Regions from separate parts of the Anas platyrhynchos genome. Here region 1 is linked to region 2. The links are chromatin contacts, called in public Hi-C maps. All regions are on one chromosome and are shown on one strand. The core of a region is the stretch at or near the end of the contact, and the rest is flanking DNA. Distances in the headings are between cores, read along the strand shown. Region 1 overlaps TBC1D16 (TBC1 domain family member 16). Region 2 holds the start of CBX8 (chromobox 8).

Evidence for each region. Hi-C and Micro-C count contacts between places; a contact is called where the count stands out from the background.
Region 1: a contact with region 2 is called in a Hi-C map of skeletal muscle, with 4 times the contacts expected there. The contact joins the enhancer-like site here to the promoter of CBX8 in region 2. A contact is called at or near these places in 3 of 8 Hi-C or Micro-C datasets (liver and skeletal muscle).

What each region holds. Positions count from the first base shown.
Region 1 is chr19:862,840-869,094 of IASCAAS_PekinDuck_T2T, forward strand. The region is part of intron 3 of TBC1D16 (TBC1 domain family member 16); the gene reads right to left. Among named protein-coding and RNA genes, the nearest start is that of TBC1D16, 17 kb to the right of the region's middle. Within about 2 kb of position 4,347, at least 2 of the 8 cell types and tissues checked have an H3K27ac peak or open chromatin away from gene starts, as enhancers often do.
Region 2 is chr19:807,300-813,447 of IASCAAS_PekinDuck_T2T, forward strand. CBX8 (chromobox 8) reads right to left here and starts at 1,636. Exons shown (of 5, transcript XM_038165372.2): 1 at 1,469-1,636; 2 at 856-899; 3 at 585-650; 4 at 420-510; 5 at 1-203. The coding sequence starts at 1,537.

The sequences.
Region 1 (6,255 bases), core at 3,097-5,596, 58 kb after region 2:
ATTAAGTGAATCTGAAACTGTGACCCCTTGATTCTTAAAAAGGCCAATACATGTGAACAATCTCAGCGCAAGCTCTGAATGGGTTCCGCTGTGAAATCAGGGTTTGCAAAACAAGGCGAGTAGCAGGTATAAAGACAGCCCCCTGCAATGCCACTTTATGCAATGTTTTCTAATCCGCTTATCTAACAATGTAGGCACTGAACGCTGAAAATCACACACTCAGCATGCATCTGCAGCACACCACATCAGTATGCCTTCCAAGCCTGGCTGCAGTGCCTCTTCCACGGGGACGAGCCCCCTTTGCAGCATCTCCCCATGGTTCAGGTCATTGCATTCCAATGGCCAGGTCCCCGGACATCCCACTTAGTTGTGGGTTAAATTTTTAACCGAGCCCCTGCGAGCAGCCTAGTTCAAACGGTTGGCTCGAAACCTCAGCGCCCACACGCATGGGAAATAAATCCCCAAGCCCCCTTCTCGAGGTCTGCAGCATTATGTAGATGAGACCAAGTCTGTCTCACTTTCAGCTCAAAGAGCGGCCCTGCTCGTGAGGTTCTGCTACTCCGTTTTTTCAGGAAGCATCAAAGCAAAATGGCATTCAAGCCATGCTGAGGTGGAGGTCTGAGAAGTGACAGGGCGGTATCGCCATGTGAGTGGAGATCACGGGACAGACACGAACTCGCTCAAAGAAGAGTGACGGCAAGATGCTGGGAGACGTCCAGTCTCACACAGCCACACGCCATCACCTGCAACTTGTGAACTTTTCCTTGAAAACTGTCCCAGCCTTTGTGAAAAATCAAGCGTTATTTTCAGATAAAGCTGCAAACCATAACACTCCTAAACCACTCTGTATCTCATGGTAATGCAAAAGCAATAGGAGCCCCAGTGCAAGACACCCGTGCTGGCCGGCTGGCTGTAAGCAGCTGGTATTTGTGAAGCAACGCTCAGGAACAGCCACAGCTGGTTACACAGGATTTTCCTGGAAGAGATGACTCAAACGAGCTTAAAGACCAAGCAGAGGCAACCAATTTTCTAAAACTCTTGCAAAGATGCACTGGTCGGTGTGACAAGGAGCTGGAGGACTCTGCGGGAGCGCTGTCGCGCGGTTCCCTCCTTGCAGCAGGCAGCGAGCCCACGGTTTGAGAGCATCACCTCGAGCTGCCAGCGGGGAGCGAACGGCCAAGAAGTGGTGTTTAGGGATAGAAATGGTATTTAGGGATAGAGCTGGGTGGCCTTGCTTGGAGCTGGGGAACCGTGCATCTCCTGAAGATGGGAGGGCATTGCCAGCTGCACAACCAAAACCTGCTCCAGGCGCGCCGTTACCTACCCATAGCTCAGAGGCTGCAGAGCCCAGCACAAAGGTGCTGGCACCATTCTACTTTCTGGAAATGTTTCTTCCAGACAAATATTTACAGTTCGCTTTTAGTCACTAGTTACAAGCTCGTGCAGGCATTGACACACAGAGAAGCCATCTGAAGCAACACGTGTGCCTGGATTTACCCCTTCTGGACAGCAAAAAGCCAACAAGCACGAGCACAGTGCCTTCGTGTGTGCAGCTCAGGGAAACTTCAGTGCTTTCACTGATGTAGGGTACAAAATCTGAAAGAGACACCTGTGCACACCATGCCCTTTGGAGAGATCTACAAACACGTCCGTCCATATTTAGCAGAGATGCAGAGAGTGCCACCTCATACACTGTGTGTAGCATCACTTTTTCCTGTATATAACCATTGGAAAACAAGTAATGAAAGTATTCAAAACTGTTGGCCTTATTTTTAAAAGAATTTTAATATTGAGATCATTCTGTTCCTAAGTAGCAACAAGTAGTATGCTCAGTGCTAATTCTGTGGCTGCTGGGGAGTCCTCTATCCAGGCACACAAGATATGCAGACACAGGGGAAGAATTTTCCAATTTATTATTTATGAAGGCCAGACTATTATATCTGTTAGATGAGGGATTTACACCAGTGCCCTGCAAAAGAAGGGAGCTGAAGCATGGCAAGGCAAATAGCTGGAGGAACAGTTCAGAGAGGCTTTGGGTCACGGCATCCAGGAAAAGCAGACCACCAGCTAGCGGGCAGCACCGCTCAGCAACACGGGAGAACAAGTGCAAGGCCCCACGGGAACAGAAGGGACAGGGAACAAAATTACAAGGAGGATTAGCAAAACCTGAGGCAGGAACCCCATGGCCATAGGCATGGTTCCAGTTCCACCTTCCTCCTTGCTTAAGCCCCATTACTCTCTTGTCACTAAATACATCTCGTGCTTGCCGGTGAGCAAGATCCGGCGGTGATGTATTTTCTCAACAATCAGCTGCAGCAATCAACCTCAGCTACATTCCAGGAGCTTCAGCAAGCCCCTGAGAAGGAAAACGCCCGGGTGCCACCGGTGCCATCCTCCTGCTGGGGCAGGATCCTGCTCCGGCCCCACACGGGTCGGCGAGCAGCAGCAGGGCTGAGTTACTGCTCGGTCAAAGCATTTCTGTGCTCCTACGGCATAAAGAGACACGAAACCAATTATTATTCCTGTTACAGAACCAGGGCAGAGACCTGCACCCATTACACGGGAAGGCTATTTCAGCAACAAAGATCTAATAACTCATTTTATGACAAGATGTGACAAATGTAATTATAAGAGGGAAAGGGGCTGAAGATCTCGGCAGGGATGTGGCTGTTATCTAAGCTGTCGGCGTCCACCAGCCGACTCCCAGAGCCTCTTGCAAGAGCCAAACCTTCACCAGTTGGCTCTCCAGCACCACGGTACTAAAGCACGCCTTCAGTAATAACAGCTTTCCCTTAACAGCCCCGTCTATTCCTGCACGCCGGCTTGTGAAGCGTCGTTTACAGACAATAAGTATCATCATAATGTATGAGCGTCCGTGTAATGGGAATTACATGCCCCTTTTCCTCCCCAGGGGTTAGCGTTTCTCTGTTTCTCCACTATTCCGCACAGGCACTGACCTTCCAGGTTCCTCTTCTTTCCAGCAAGGTGAAACAGCTCATGGCAGCATCAGCTGCCTAAACCGCCCATGACAGATAGCTCCAAATAAATAATCCATCAATAAAAGTTCAAAGCTATCCTGAAATGCCTAAAAATTTAGTGTAGCAATTGCACCCAGAGAGGCTGTGCTGAGTAGCTGGAACCCAAATCTATTGTTCTGATAAACAAGAGAGTGTCCTTGACAATATGCATGTATAACGATTTGTGAAACATGCTGATTTCAGCAATATATGAAAGAAGAGCGAAAGAAAACGGATTGGTAATTTAGAATGAAACATTTTGTCAAAATATTTCTGCTCGTGATGCTGCAGAGAAGGGATGGAAGGACACGCACAGGGCAGCACGGCCACGCAAACCCAAAGTCGACAGCAAAACCCTGCAGTCACACCAGCTACTCACCTCTGATCAGTGTGAACTGGTAACTAGGCTAAGAACTATGTTAAACTCACCATCTGACTGAAAATATTTGGAATTTGAAGTTCCTCTGCCTTAGAGACCCCAAACAGAATCAATTTATGCTGACCTCAGTGAACAGGGAAAAAGGCATGAAGGTACTGAGCCCGGATGAAAGCCCGACCAGAATCCCTGACATTAAATGTCAAAACATCCTGGTGTGGAAGTGTACCTACACATCTGCCAACCCAAGGAAACAAACCCAACTCTATTTGTTAGGGAAACCTGTGAAAAACTGCACAGGACGTTAGGGTACAAAGTACATGAATGTCAACACGGACTTTCCAAAAGCTTGTTCCACAGGCTTGCCATTGATCTGTTTGCTTTCAAAACATAAATTTCCCCACGTTGAACTGCACTAAATGCTATTTAGTAGCTAATTAACTTTCTGTGCTGAAAACCTCCTGTAATTGCACTTCTTTCACCTTTTTTAGCCCGTGTCCTCGAGGGAACTGGAGCTGTCCTACGGCATTTGTTCTGCTCATTTCTATCTCACAGGCACAAGTTCCTTCCTGACAGCCGACTGCCAATCACCGCGCCGGAGGTCACTGGAGACCAAATTAGGAGCACTCTGCCTCTGACAAACTTGCTTTGCTTAGCTTGCCGTAAAGGGAAAATAAAAGGTTATGAAAAATAATTGTATCCTTTCATGCCCAGCACCAGCAAGCACATTCAACAGCACTTCTAAAAGTCAGAGTATTATTGCTAGTTACTCATCGTTAATGTTATTAGGGATATTCAAAGAACAAGCCGGTTTCGTCTCAAATGCGCCGGGATCCATCGCTGCCCCGGTTTGGGGAAGGAGCTCGAAGCAGGTCGGTGGCTCCAGCTGCAGACACGCGGCCACCTAATCGGTGCTCACCGTGCCAGAGCAGCAGCCCCAGCATCCGTCCTCTGACCTTGGGCTGGAACAGCAAGTTCACGACCACGGACGGGGCTCTGGACTAACATCGACTCCACTAACACAAGCCTGACAAATAAAACATTTTAACAGAAAAGCAACGAGGGACTCAAGGAAACCCGATTATGCAGCTTTGCCTTATGATAGGCGTAATTGGTTTGTCCTTGAGAAATCAAGATCAAAACAATTTGCTGTTTTACAGGGCTCCTGCCACCCGTGCTTATGACACCCCGTCTCCAGGCCACCAGCCCTTGTGCCCCCACCCTGCCCGTGCCCTTTTCCTCGCTTTGCTGCCTCCCGGCCCCTTCCTCCACGTCCCCGGGGCCTGAAGGGAAGCCGAGCAATTTTAGGCAGCAATAGGGGGCGTTATTAAAGCAGCCCAGCTCACCTCCGAAGGGTTGCCCCGAACCACTGTAAATTAAACCGAAAGGAAAACAAAATAAATGGAGAATTCTCGAGTTGATTATTTTGAATGTAAATGGGAAGGGAAAAAAAAAATCAGAGGGTTGTAGTGAATTAATGTGTGCTTTAATCTCTTTTATCCAGCCAAAGTCTGCAATGTGATATATGCGTTCGTTCAGCTACAAGACAAGCAATCTTTTTTTCACAGCTCAGACTTCTGGACAGGTGTAGGCTGCTTAGGTAAAACCCGAGCAAGTTTTTCTCTGTGACTTCTTGTTGCAGTTAGGTGGCAGGGGCAGAAATCGCAGTTCAATGCTTATGAATAAAATACACACAGCTCCCGAGAAGCCAAACACAACAAATCATTTAGAGCCGAGCATTCGCTGCTCAATGATGCAAATGTTACCTTCACGTTACAGAAGGAAAATATTCCGAAAGCTGAACGGCAGAGTTTTACAATCCATACAGAGAAGGGGCACCTCGTGCCTAGGCTTTAGCTCATTAATAAATCAATCGAAACGCAACACTTAAAAAAAATTCCTTAGATGGAAAAAGTGATTTCTCAGCAAAGCCCCCAAAAGAATGTTTGCTTTTCAGCCTATTCCAGACGAGAAAAGGGGACCTTTCTTACCAGTGTTTATTTTATATTTAAAATCAAGTGATTATTTTGCTTTTTTCTTTCAGTTCTATCCATGCAAAAATAAAATTCTACACTAATTATGCTAATTACAATCAAGCCTTCAAAACCTCGGTCCCTTGAAAGCCCCGAAGATTACCTTTGTTCTCCTATACTTGGCTCTAAGCAATGAAATGGGAATTTCAGGGGGAACTTTCTACTGACAGGCAAAGTTAACCAACTCCCCGGACTCTGCACTGCCGCTGACCCAGTATTAGCACAGCCAACACCACCCAGCGAGAGTTTCACTGCTGCCACAAGACAATGAGGATTTCCCAAGGGGAAAGCTTTCTTCAAGTAGCAGAAAAGGGAGAGGAAAAAGGCGAGCTGGCTAAAAGCATGTTTCGGAGTTATTGTAAATGCTTAATGCTGTTATAATTGCACGGACCGAGCCAAGAAGACAGAGACCACGCAGATTTATTTGCATATACTGTTGTTGCACTTTTCGAGGGGCCGTGCTCTTTATTCCGATCCGGTTAAAGCAATTCTTCCCTCACAAAGCGATGGAGACCCGCCAGCAGGATTTATCTCCGCTCTCGCTCAGGGTTTCTGGCCGTTGCGATGCCATCAATAAGTACCAGCAGCAACGCGGGGACACCCTGGGAACAGGCTGTGGGGGCTCGTTGCCTCCCCGAGCCAGCAGCCGCCGCTCTCGGCTCGGCCCCGGCCTCTCGCCCGGTGCCGCCGCCAGGCCCCGCGCCAGGCCCCGGCCCCGAGCCCTCAGGCCCCGGCCCCGCGGCCGATCGGCGCCCGCCCCCTGGCGGCCTCACAAGGCCCAGCCCGGCCCAAGGAGGCAGCCCCGAGGCTCCCCCCGGCCCCCAGCCCT
Region 2 (6,148 bases), core at 386-2,885:
ATAACCCGGTCCCGGATGCTGTCTCCCTTGGGGGTGCTGCTGCTGCTGCTGCCCTGCGGAGCCAGGGCTATGTTTCTGAGTCCTTCCCTAGCCCGGGACGTGGAGCCCAGGTCCTGGGGGGAGCGGCCGGGATACGGCACCCGGATCCCCCTGGAAGAGTCACTGCGGAATTCATAGGTTTTGGCTTTCGCTTTTGCCTGGGCCTGCAAAGAAGATAAATCAACCGGTGATTTTATTGTCCTGCCACCCGGGTGCGTAATTACGACTTACACGACGAGGGGGCTGCCTTTGCACCGAGCGCTCTCCATCCGAGCCGGAGAGGGACCAGCTCCCCGCACGCCTCCCGTGCACGCTCCCTGCAGCCCTCGCCGCTCCCCGGCGCAGCGGCACCGACGCACGCGGGGCTCCTGCCTCCTTACCTTTAACAGGAAGGTTTTGGGCTTGGGGCCTCGCTTTTTAGGCCCGTATAGCTCCATTTCTCGCTCCCTAGAGGTGTTAAAAAAACCAAAGCTTCAATTCAGCATAGCTACAAGACAGCAACATATTTACAAGTGCAATGGCTACGACTAGCAAAGGCCTTGTACCTTTCCTCAAAGGCTGCAAGCAGCCGGGCATCCAGAATGTTTTCCTCGGGCTCCCAAGTGCTGTACCTGGGGGGGGGGGGGGGCGGGGGCACACAGAGAGGGAAAGGCATCGGGAACGAGTAACAGGGGAAGGAAAAAAAGAAACAAAAAATACGTGACCTAGAGAAAGGGATCCAACTTTCCTTTCTGCTACAATGGGAAATAATAGCTACAATGAGCCATCTCCCCCAACAGTTCCTAGCCTGCAAAATTGTATAAACAGCCGACTTACTTCTGAGACCAGCCCTTCCATTTTACGAGATATTCCATGCGCCCCTGCAGATGCAAAGAGAAAAAATAAATATGCATGGAGGGAAATCACGATAAGCGCTTGCAACAAAGCTACACATGCAATTACATGCATGCAACAAATACACGCCTGCACCCAAGGCGTGTGTCAAAAATATGCAAGGGGGGAGGGACGCGGGGCGGGAAGGAGGGAGGGAGGGGGGGCAAAAATGCACCAAAAAAATAAATTCAGATTTAAAAAAAAAAATCACAAAAATGCGCGTGCAGCCACCCCGCGCAGCCCCCCAGCAGCATGCAGCGGGGAGGCCGGCGCGCACAACGCCCGGTTCGCAGCAGCAGCGGCGGCGGAGCCCGCCCCGCTCGGAGGAACCCGTGCATGCGGCGGGGAGGAGACGGGGCCGCCCCCAGCGGGCGCCCGAGCCGCAGCCGGGCCCCCGACCGCCGCCGCCGCCGCCGCCACCGCCGGAGCCGCCGCAGCGCCGCGCGGCCGGGGGAGGGCGCGGGGCGGGCGGCGCGGCCTGGCGCGGGGCTGCGCGGCGGCGGGGCGCGGCGCGGAGGGGGGGGGCGTCGGGGATACGGGAGGGGGGGGCACCTACTTTGCGGATGCGGCGCTTGAGCAGGGCCTCGGCCGCGAAGACGCGCTCCCCGACGGCCGAGAGCTCCATGTTTACGCGGCCGCTCGCAGCACACAGGCAGCCGCCAGCGCAGCCCAGACCATAATACTCCGCCCGCTGACGTCAGCGCCGCGGCCCCCCCCCCCCCTCTCCTCCTCCAGGGCCCCCCCCCGCACTTGTTGCTGGCGGAGCCGGGTGGAATATTCCGCCCGCGCCGCATTGGCCCGGGCCCGGCGCCCGCCCCCGCCGCCGCGCCGCCCCCCGACGTGAGCCGCGTCCCGATGAGCGCGGGGCGGGGCGGCCGCGGGGAGAGAGGGGGGGGGAAGCGGGGGGGGGGGGCGCGGCCGCGCCCCCCCCCCCCGCTTCCCCCCCCCTCTCTCCCCGCGGCCGCCCCGCCCGCTCCGAGGGGGGCGCCCCCCCCCCTCCCCGTCGAGCCCCCCCCCCTTCCAATAGCCCAGCGCAGCACAAAGGAGCCGCCGCCACCGGCAGCCGCCAGCCCCGGGACGGGGCGGAGCGGGGCGGGGCGGACCGCCCCCCCCCCCCTTTCCATCATCCCCCCCCCTCCGGGCATCACCGCTCCGAGCACACCTGGACGGGGCGAACCCGGGGGGGCGGCCGGGCCCCTCCTCCTCCTCTCCCCAGCCACCACCGCGCCCCGCGGGTTTTTGGTGACAAAGCCAGCGGAATTGGGGACCGAAGCGCTGGCGGCTTGCGGAGAAATCACCTCATTGCTGCCGCGCCGGGAGCCGGCGGCCGGCACAGCTCGGCGTCGGCAAAAACCCTTCCCGGGAACAAATGGCCGCGCCGAGCCGTGCCAGCGGGGCAGCTGGTTCTGGTTAAGTTTAAATACTTTCCAACAGTTCGGGTAGTAAAAATAAAGTAGACCTCAACAGCCCATAATACGAGTTTCTGGTTTCCTCGCTCCGGCAGCCCGCGGCTGCCTTCCCCGGCTCGCTCGGGGTGCGGGGGTGTCCCCGGGGCCACCGGAGGGGCTGCCCCCCCCCCCCACATCACATTTCGGCAGAGCTCTGGGGCCCGGTCGCCCCGGTGGCCCCGCGGGACCGCTGTCGCTCCCCCCGCGTGAGTCCGAGCCCGAGGCGGCCACGGGAGACCGGGCCCCGCGAGTCCCCGGGACGGGTCCTGCCCACGGTGGGCGCGGAGGAGCGGGGGGCCCAGCCGCGATGTCCCCCCCGGGGCCGTCGGGGGGAGGCTCGGGGGTGCCCGGCAGCGCCTCGGCTCCGTCTCATCGAGCGGAACCATCCCCGAGCCCCGGAGCAGCTCGGGCCGGGGCCGCCCCGCGGGTGGGCTGCTGCCGCCTGGCCCACGCGGGGCGAGGGCGGACGAGGCCTCCCACGGCTCGGCCCCTCTCCCCCGCGGCTCTCCTCCGCTAAGGGGCTATAAGACGAAGGGGAGCAAGGCTCGGAGGCGGCCGCGCTCACGCGTGGGGGATCCACGCGCCGGTCTCTAAAGGCATCGGCTGAGCCTCGGCTCCGTAAACGAGGCGGAGCGGGGCTTGGGGCCGGCGGCTGCTCGCCTCCGGGGCCGGTGGGGGGGGGACACGACCCTCCGTGCCCGCTCGACGCGGGGGCTGCTCGGCACCGCCTGTCCCCTTCGTGGGTCGCGGCTGCGGGGCCGCGGGTGCACCGGGAGCGGCAGCCACAAGGCTCCGGTGCCGTCCCCATCCCGGAGATCGTTTTCTCCCGGGGCTCCTGCTCGCCGCCACGGAGCGCTGCCCGCTCCCGCCGGCCGGGCTCCGGCCTCCCACGGGGGACACGCGGGAACGGCAGACTCGCGGCCCCACGGGGGGGCTCGCGGGACGCGAGTGGAGGAGCCCGCGGCTGCCTCTCGATGCCGGACCCGGGGCGTGGAGCGGCTCCGTGGGCAAAGCGGGGGCAGGGTCCACGCCGTGCCCCGTCCCGCGCGAAGGGGAACACGCGTGGCGTGGGGGAGGCCGGCGGGGCCCGGCGGAATCCCGCTCCCGGGCGCAGGGGGGAGGTTTCCGAGCCGCGGCTCCCGCTGCCGCGCCCCCCCCCTTGGCCCGCCCCGTGCCGGGGGTCCCCGCGCTGCGCGGGATTTGCGCGCAGTGCCCGGGGCGCTGCGCAGCGCTGGTGCGGAGGGAGGCGGGCGGGGGGGGGCAGCGCAGCCTCCGCGCCCTCCCCGGTCCCCGGCCAGCGGCGTCCTGGGGAGATTTTCGTTAATGTCGAATTAATCGTTGTTAATTAAGGCAGGGCGGCAGGGCGGCTCGTTAACTCGCGTGGACGCACCGGACCGGATTCTGCAGCCCCAAGATGCCGCGCAGAGAGTCCCGGGGGACGGGGAAGGGGAATGGGGGGCGGGCGCAGCTCCCAGACGTGGGGAGGGGGCTCGGGGGGCCGGTCGTGCTCCCCAGCGGGGCCGGACCGATGCCGCCGCCGCCTCGCTCCGCTTCTTGGGGTTTTCGAGACAGCGACTGCGGCGGCGCAGCGGGGCCATGCGGGGCCGTGAGGGGCCGTGCCCCGTGTCCGCGGGGGGGCCGCAGCCCGGGGAACTGGGAGTGAGCCCCACACCTTCGCTCCTGGTGTCCCCGGTGCAGGCGGGAGGCACCGTCCCGAAGGTGCCTCGAGGGGCTGCGGAGCTCCCGGCCGAGCAGTCGCCTTTGCCCCGTAGCCTCCGCAGAGCCACGCGGATTCGCGGAGCCCCACAGCCACGCGTGGCCGCGGAGAGGAAAGAGCCCACGGTTCCCGCTGCCTCCAGCACGCCCATCCGCGGGGGATACAGCTCCAGGCACCGGCACGGACCCACGCTTGACCCACGCGGGTACGGGGACGGGAGATGAGTCCCCGATTGCGGTGCGGGGGGGGGAGGCAGAGAGAAGGCGAGACGCAAACGAGAACGGCTTGGAGAAGGCAGCGGGGAGCGATCGCTGCCGGGGGGGGACCCAGCTGGAGCCGCCGGGGCCGTGGGCGAGCCAGGAGCGGGGCTGCGGCGGCTCGACGGCGGCTTGGCCGGGACAGAGAAGCGGGACGGAGCCGCCCCGGCGCTGCGGGACGAGACCGCGGGCGGGAGCGTGCCCGGTTCCACCGGGCAGTTCCTCCTCCTGCCGGAGGGGGCCCGGGGAGCCCCCGCCGGGGGCGTGCGGAGCTGCGGGGGGGTGGCCTGGTGCTCGGTAGGGGTACCGGGAACAGGAACGGAGCCCGGGCAGGGGCTGCCCTCCACGCTCCGGAGGTCAACGGCAAAAGCTGCCATGGCGCAGCACGGGCTCCCGGCTCCGGGGGGGGAGCCCGGCCCCGCGCCCCTCCCGCCCCTGCCGGCCCCGCCGCGCCCCCAGCTCTGCCCCGAAGTACCGGCGCTCGGAGCTCACTCGTGGACTGCTCCCGGCCGATTCGAGCGCCTGCCGCTGCACAGGCAAACGTGGATCCAGTTTCCGCCCGTTTGACCCCAAATCCCCCCCTCGGTTGCCTTTTATCCCCACGCCCCGCTCGGACTCGCGGAAGGAGCGCTCGGGGTCTCAGCGAGCCGCCCCGGCGCAGCGTCTCCGGCTCCCCCCTCGTTTTTCGCTGTGTGGGGGCTTCCACAGCTGCGAGCTTTGCAACGAAACCGGGGGTCTGCGGCTCCTCCTGGGGCCGCGCGTGGGGGCACCGGGGCGAGCACGCGTGTCCGAGCCCGGGGCCCCAGTGGGGCGGGGGGCAGCTGGCACCGACCCAGCCGCCGGCTCGGCGATCCCCGAGCCACAGCCCGGCTCTTCCCCGCGGCTCCCCGGGAGCTTCTGCGATCGTGCTGCTCCGCCCCTCCCGGCACCGGCGCCCGGGACGGTTCGCATCCAACCCAGGCTCCGGCCCGGCCCGGTTCCCCGGGCGGCCGAGGCTGCCGGTGCCGGTGGGAGTCCCGGCCGGACCGAGGTCGCCCTGCCCCGCGTCCCGTTCTCCTGGGCGGCCCGAGAACAGCCCCAGCGCCGAGACCCCGCGGGAAACCGGAGGCAGAGCCACTCGCCCCTTCGTAGAGCCCGAGCGGCTTCGAGTGCCCGAACGGACACCGCGGCCGGTTCGGCCCTTGTGTCCCGGGAGAAGCAGCCCGCAGCCCGCCCGAGCCGTGGGTACCGCCGGGCAGGGCAGAGCCCAGCCCCGGAGCTCCGATCCGGACGAGCTGTCGGCAAGAGCCGAGACTCCCGGCCCCTCGGGGCCGCCCGTCGGAGCTGCCCGGCAACCCGGCCCATGTCGCCGCCCGGTTCGGCTCCGGGCTTAGCCCGGCCCGCTCCCACCCAGGACCCGGGCGAGAAAACGATTTCCCCTGCCAGCGGCTGAGCGGAGCCGCGACGAGCACCGGGGCAGATTCCTGCCCCCCGGGCCGATGCCGGGCGGGCTCGGTGGTGCGGGCGGGGCACCGGGGACTTCGCGGTGCTGCCGCGGTCCCCGCCGGCCGCCGCAGCTCTGCCCCGGGAGCGGGAGGAGCCCGGCCGCCGGGACGCTGCACTTTCGTTTCCGAGCACCTCGGGGCGAAGAGGGGAGGCAGCGACCGGCCCCGGGCAGCGGCAAATGCCCCCCCCCCCGACCTCCCCCCGCCCCGGTCCCGCGGGACGGAGGCGGCCGGGGCCCCCCAGCGGCGCCGTAGGCACATACGGGACCGGCCCCGGGACGGAAGGCGAATTCGGAGACCGGACCAATAAACGGGGCTGCGTTTACACGC